Linked DNA regions of Mus musculus: region 1 is linked to region 2. A link is a contact called in public promoter capture Hi-C data. All regions are on one chromosome and are shown on one strand. Each heading gives the region's core, a stretch centred on a gene start, on an enhancer-like site or on the middle of the called end of the contact. The rest is flanking DNA. Distances are from core to core; before and after follow the strand shown. Region 1 holds the start of Fbxl16 (F-box and leucine-rich repeat protein 16). Region 2 holds the start of Tpsg1 (tryptase gamma 1).

Region 1 (3,544 bases), core at 86-2,585, 440 kb before region 2:
GAGGCTCCACCATGCCTCTGACCTGATCTAGGCAGCCCCTAATCATCCAGGCTCCTGTCCCAACACCGGCCCCCCCCCCGCCCCTCCCCCCTGCTGCGATGAGGCTGCTGTCCAGCACTTCATCAAAGTGTTGGGCTGGAACAGAGGGTCCCGTGTCCCGAAGGGGCAGCAGGGAGGCCTGAGAAGACCCTGGTCAGTGGGCCCTGGGACAAGATGGCAGTGGAAGTCGGGCCTCCAGGAGGGAGCAGGTGAAGTGGCATCTGCCATCTGCTCCTGGGAGGTCAGCTGCTGGCTCGGGCTGGGAGGGGCTAGCAGGAGGGCTGCTAGGCCAGATCCAGGCCTCAACAGTGCAGCCTTCTCTCCTGGGATGACGGGTGGGGAGGATCCCCCACTGACTAACATCCTAGAAGGACATGGAAGCCCTGCTCAGCAATCTCAGGATGCCCATTCCCCATTTTGAAGCCTTCCAATCTTGGCCAAGGCCCATTTTCTTTTTCTAGAACCAAAGACATGCCAGCCCACTCCCTGGTATAGAGCTGTGGGCGGCAGCTCTATACCAGCTCATGTCCAGAAGGCGTCCAGGACCCCTAGGCCACATATCCACATGGCTCCTCCCTTTTAATTGTATCAACACCTGTCACGTCCTCCAGTCCGCCGGAGGCTCATAGGGCTGGAGTGGGGAGAGCCCAGAGCCAAGCCAGAAGGAGTGGGGGCTGACGGCCTGCAGTTCCGCGTCCTCGCAGCCACCGTGCTTCCTCTCAGCAATTCCGTGGTACGGAGATACAGCCTGACCGCGCTGCCGGTAGCGAGCGGGGCGCAATCAGGCCGGCCACTAGGGTTAGGGGCTGCGGAACCGCTGGCTCAGCGGCCGAAGGGTGAGGTGGGGAAGGGGCTGCGATTACGTAAGCCCTGCTCAGGCGGCGGCGGCCGCGGCGCAGTCCCAAGTCCCCACCCCGCCCCCTCCTCATTGTAGCCTTCGCGGAGGCAGTGGCTCGACCTGGACCCTCCCCTCCCCGCAGCCTGGCCGCGCGCGCACACACACCTTACCTCGGCCAGGGCTTCTGGCTCATGCCACGCTGTCCGCCGGGCGACCTCGCGTCATGGGGAGCTCAGCACCCGAGCCGCCTAGCGCGGAGGCGGCCGAGGTGCTGGACTGGCTAGCAGGGCCCGACTGCGCCCCGCGCCCGGCGCCCCGCGCCAGGGCCCTCTCCGCAGAGTTCCGAGCGGAGCTCCCCGGTGGGAGAGGATCTGCCGCCCTGAGCCTCCCACCGGGGAGGCTGAGGCTGTGCCCAGATAAATAAGGCCGCTTTGCAGGGAACCCGGCGGGCGCCTCCTCCCTCCCCTTCCCCTCCTCCCTGCGCTCCTCCTCCGCGCTCCTCCCCGCGCTCCTCCGCGGCCGCCGCCGGCGCCGCGCGTGCCCCCCGCCCGGCCCTAAGAGCCGCGCCCTCGCGCGCTCCCGGCGTCCGGACCAATCCGGGTTCTAGAGCCAGGCTGAGGTGTCGAGAATCCCCAACCCCGCCCCGCTCCTCTCCGCGCGCTCCCGGTGCGGTACCGACGGGCACGCGCCAGGCGGCAGCACCCGCTCAGCGGCCGGTGTTCGCACAATAACAAACCCCGTAGGCCGCGCGGCCGAAGAGCAGCTTCGAGTGTCCCATCTGCACAAAGTGGTGGCGACCCAGAATCTTGCCAGCTGAGGAGAATTGCGGTCCTTGGCGCGAGCGGTTGGCAGTGGGGTTCCGGATCCTGCGCAGATGCAACTGGCCCTATGTGCCCTTGCTTGGATTGCCACCTGTGAGGGCGAGGAAAGAGAAGCCGAGTGGAGACATCGACATCGTCGCACCTCCACACACACACACACACACCCTCCTTATGGCCCCTAGGATTCATATCCCTTCCGATCCTGTTGCGAGTCAGGCAGAAGAATCCCTGTTCTGGGTGACATAGTCACACACTTGCAAGCAAGTGACTAAAGCAAGCGTCAATGAAAACACAAGACAGTGGAGTGATAGTGGGGAGGGGTTACTTCTGACAATGTCACAAATGATCTGAGACGCCCTCTCTGTCCCCATAGCACTTGGTAGGAATGGTTCGAGAATCGACCTGCCTTATGGAGTTCCACAGGTTCGCTCTGAGATGAAGTAGAGGTCAGGTGGTGGCAGCCTGTATGGACCAGGGAGGGTGGTTTGTGTAAAAGGACCCATTAAGGGCTGCTGGAGAGCCAGACCTCTCAGCAGGCTAAAGGGACCCCAATCTGGGTCTCTCTTGAGACCAGAAACAGCAGATGTTGGGACAGCAGAGTAGCGTCTTGGAAGAGAAGGAGCTTCAGGGTGGAATGTCCTCAGATGAGACCAACTGCTGTGGAGATGGGAGGTCTGTCTCCTGGGAATGATGTGAGGCCTAGGGGCAATAAGAAAGGGAAGTAAGCTGTATCCTAGCTGGTGTGTGTGTGTGTGTGTGTGTGTGTGTGTGTGTGTGTGTGTGTGTGTGTGTGGTGTATGATCATATATGTGAAGGTGCAAATAGAAGTTAGAGGGCAGTCTCAGGTATTTCTTAGGCAGTGTGTGTGAGTGAGTATATGTGTGTGTGTGTGTGTGTGAGAGAGAGAGAGAGAGAAAGAGAGAGAGAGAGAGAGAGAGAGAGAGAGAGAGAGAGAGAGAGAGAGAGAGAGAGGAGAGAGAGACTGATATTAGAATCCTCTTCTACCAGTCTTTAAAAAAATTATATATTTTATGTATGTGAGTATACCATGGCTATCTTCAGACACACCACAAGAGGGCGTCAGATCCCACTACAGATGGTTGTGAGCCACCAGGTGATTGCTGGGATTTGAACTCAGGACCTTTTGCTCAGGTTAAGCAGTCAGTGCTCTTAACCACTGAGCCATCTTGCCAGTCTGTCTTCTACCACTCTTTACCCTGTTTTGTCTTTTCTTTTTTTCTTTTCTTTTTTTTAATGGTTTTAGAGCTTTATCGTTAAAAGGAAGGGAGAAAGAGAGGAGGTAGAAAGAGGGAGAGAGAGCGGCCATGGCCACATAAAGAGAGGGGGAAAAAGAGAGAGATGGAAGAAGGGCTAGAGAGTAAAGTAAAAAAGGGTGAGAGCTTGAAGAGCTATCCTGATTTTTCTTTTCTTTTCTTTTTTGAGACATTTATACTGGACTGCCTGACCCACAGGTCCCCAGGACCCTAATCCTCAGGCAGGCACTTTACCCACAGAACTACCCCTTAGCCTGTATCACCCACTCCCCCCCCCCACTTCCTTTTTCTCTTTCTTTCTTTTTTCTTTTTTTTTTTTTTTTTTTCCCTCTTGTGTGCATTCTCTCACTGGTTTGGAACTGACTGAGTAGGCTGGGCTGGCTGGCTACTGCTCCTAGAGGTCACCTGTGTCGACTTCCCATACTGAGGTTACAGCTACAGGCCACAGAATTCAGCCTTAACTTTTTCGAGACAGGGTTTCTCTGCGTATCCCTGGCTGTCCTGGAACTCACTCTGTAGACCAGCCTGGCCTTGAACTCAGAAATCTACCTGCCTCTGTCTCCCAAGTGCTG
Region 2 (3,225 bases), core at 645-3,144:
AATCTGGAGACCGGCATTCTGCTCAATGCCCTTTCTCTGGGAGCCCTCCATGACTCCCATCTTGGGAGCCCTAGCATCTTGGGGCATCTACAAATGTCTCTGCTCCCCATCCGCTGGTCTCTTTCCAGAAGCATTGTGGTTGCATGCTAGGGTTTTCAATCTTCCTAACACTGGGACCCATTCATACAGTTCCCTGTGTTGTTGTAACCCCCAACCATAAAATTATTTATGTTGCTACTTCATAACTGTAACTTTGCTATTATGAATCATAATATAAATATTTGATATGCAAATAATGTTAGGGGACCCCTGTAAAAGGGTTTGATCTCCCCCAAGGGGTTGCGCCCCACAGGTTGGGAACCGCTACCCTAGAAGCAGTAAGTTCATGGATCTTGGCTTCCGAACACTACCCCAAAGGACGTAGCAGGCTCCTTAGAAAGATGCTCAGTGGAGCTGGGCAAACGGCTTACTGCCTGGAATTAAAGGGGTGAGGAAGGGCTGAGGTGATGGGAGCTATGGAGGCCCAGGAGGCTGGGGGTAGGGGGTGCCCCCCTAAGTGAGAATGGGGTTTCCTTTTTAGAAGGATGTTTGGAACTAGATAGATGTGATATCACAAAACACTGGGGATGTGTTAAATGTCAACAAATGCTACACTGTATCGTGAGTAAATGTTATGTAAATTTCACCTCAATTTTTTTTCTCATGAAAATCTAGAGATATCACCCACAGGGGAAGGCTTTCCTCTTAATCTGTACTACAAAATGAAACCCGAAATTGGGTCCACATTGATAAAAAGAAATGGAAGAGACCACATCCTTCCCACCCAGAACACCAGGTACGTCCTGAGGAAGATGCTTTGAGTCTCTTTCCCAAGAGCAACATCAGCAAAAGAAAGAGATCAACTGTGAGAGCCAGCAGGCTGTGTCGCAGGAGATGGAAAGTGGCTCTCGAAGATACAAATGGGGCAGAGGTGCAGCTTCCCAGGAGAAGCCTGTGGCAAATCATAGCCTCCCTGGGCCAGGTCACTCTCTCCCACCACAGGCACTGCCCCTCTAGGGTCTGCCTGCCAGGACTGGTCTCTAATCCCGAAATATCTGTTGGAGGTGCACCTGACTGTAGAGCTTCATGGGCGATGCCTGAAGGATAGAGACGGAGGGATTAGGGGAACTGCCCGTGGGAGTGACTCTGGTCCTGTGGGCCTAAGCACTGCCCCCAACCCTGGAAGATCCCAAGGTGGCCCTGAGGTAGATGTTCCCATCCTGGGCAGCTAAAGCTAGATCTAGCCAGGTAGGTGGGGCCCAGCTGGGTGGGGCCCAGCTAATTGATTGTGGCCTGGTCAACTGCATCCTAGTTCCAGGGTAGGGTGGGACCAGCCATGGGCCATAAACAACAGCTGGGAGGCAGTGAGCCTCAGCCCCTCACAACCTCTAGGTCCTCCTTGAGGTGTGTCCTTCCAGGATCTAGTCCTGTAGGTGTCCCCACACATACACACAAGCCTCTGTCTCCAGTAATGACAGCCAAGCTGCCCAGCTGAGGAGCCCAGACAAAGCAGAGGCCACCATGAAGAACTTGGCTTTGCTTGTCTAAGGCCAGACTTCAAGGTACCCGGACCCCTCTTACATGGCTCCCAGATTTCTCTGAGCTCCAGCCCAGAGTGGAAAATAGAATAAATGCAGGTGAAGTTCCTGAGAGGAAGCAGGCCCCTCCCACCCCAGTGCCACACCAACCCCAAGCCAGTTCACTCACCAGAAACAGCCAGAAACAGTAGGATGCCACAGTAGGGCCCCAGAGCCATGGTGTCTTCCCACAGCAGAGTCAGGACCACCCCATGCCCCTGCCCAGCCCCAGGCCTATCAGTATGGGGTTGGATAGGGTTGGCTTCACACCTGCCACAGGGTGGGAGGGAGGAGGATACAGGCTCCTCACCTGATCCTATTGCACACCACAGGGAGGGGCTGTCAACTTCATTTGAAGGCTACACCCAACCTTGGCAGAAAGGGACACATTCAATGGCACAGAACATAGCAGGGACAGAATGACACCCAACTGTCCACACCACAACCCAAGCTTCTCTTCTCCCAGTGTATAGAGGGCACCACAGCCTTGGTTTCTACAGAGTATGCATCTCCCAGTCTCCAGATTCTCAGCCTCCAATGCTCCCTCTTTAAGTACATACTCTCCTCTGTGTCCCTGGGTCTCCTAACTCCACCCCAGGTAAGTAGAGTCAGATCTCGCTGCCTGCATAGGGCTTCTGTCCTGTCTGGAGCATAAGGACCTGCTGGCCGTGGGTGTGGCCAGAGCCAGGAACTTTTCCAAGCTCCAAATCTCAGACCCAGGGTCGGAGGGTCCCACTGACACTTTCAAGGTCAGGAGTCCCCTCTTAGACTCGGGAAAACCGTCAGTAGAAAGTTGTTCACTGCTTCCTCAGGATGTGACAACACAGGGTTAAGTTTGCCTGCTTCCTGCCTACTTGCCCCACAGCACAAGGGTGCATGCAAAATGTTTGCCTTAGTGACAGACAAATACACTATCAGCTCACCCTGTGTGACTGGCCTCCCTTAGGTAGCTGTACACCTGAGAGGGGACTGTTAGGAACATGGGACCTGCCTGCCAGTCTACTCCCAACAAATGGCAGACAGTGGAGGGAAGGGGTCCATGTGCTCTTACGTGTCATCCCAACCAACCCAAGAGCCTGATGACACTGGGGTTTCCATGGGATCAGAGCCCCTGCCCCAAGTCCTGACCTTCTGAACTCTCTCAGGGTCCACATAGGAGAGAACTTCAGGATCTTTATCTGCCCCGCTTTCTCTTGCTTTTGGTATTTGGAGACCTAATCTCTCTCTCTCTCTCTCTCTCTCTCTCTCTCTCTCTCTCTCTCACACACACACACACACACACACACACACACACCAGAGAGAGAGAGAGAGAGAGAGAGAGAGAGAGAGAGAGAGCTGCCAGAGTGTTCTGTAACTCAGACCCCCAAGGAGAGGCAGAGCTTAGGGCTATATCTGCTAAAATAGCATGCTTACCTGGGTACTGGCCTCTGGCTGAGACAGTGGGTTTGGATGTTGCCCACTGAAAACTCTCAGCTAAGCCTGGTCCCTGTAGCCCATGGCAGAGATGAATCCAATGACCGTTTTTATCTGTCACCTGATGGCTGGGCTGGGCTGAACTGAGCTTCTCACTGGAGATCCTAGTCCATCCCCCACTCTGCATCCTCCCACT

Evidence for each region. Promoter capture Hi-C pulls out the DNA fragments that hold promoters and counts their contacts.
Region 1: a contact with region 2 is called in a promoter capture Hi-C map of embryonic stem cells, with 4 times the contacts expected there. The contact joins the promoter of Fbxl16 here to the promoter of Tpsg1 in region 2. A contact is called at or near these places in 8 of 39 promoter capture datasets (the 3T3-L1 cell line, embryonic stem cells, hippocampal neurons and 2 more), 1 of 484 Hi-C or Micro-C datasets (the G1E-ER4 cell line) and 4 of 115 datasets of contacts at active chromatin or transcription factors (embryonic stem cells, forebrain, neural tube and 1 more).

What each region holds. Positions count from the first base shown.
Region 1 is chr17:25,806,890-25,810,433 of GRCm38.p6, reverse strand. It overlaps Fbxl16 (F-box and leucine-rich repeat protein 16), which reads right to left and starts at 1,335. Exons shown (of 6, transcript NM_001164225.2): 1 at 1,048-1,335.
Region 2 is chr17:25,369,222-25,372,446 of GRCm38.p6, reverse strand. It overlaps Tpsg1 (tryptase gamma 1), which reads right to left and starts at 1,894. Exons shown (of 5, transcript NM_012034.3): 1 at 1,747-1,894. The coding sequence starts at 1,795.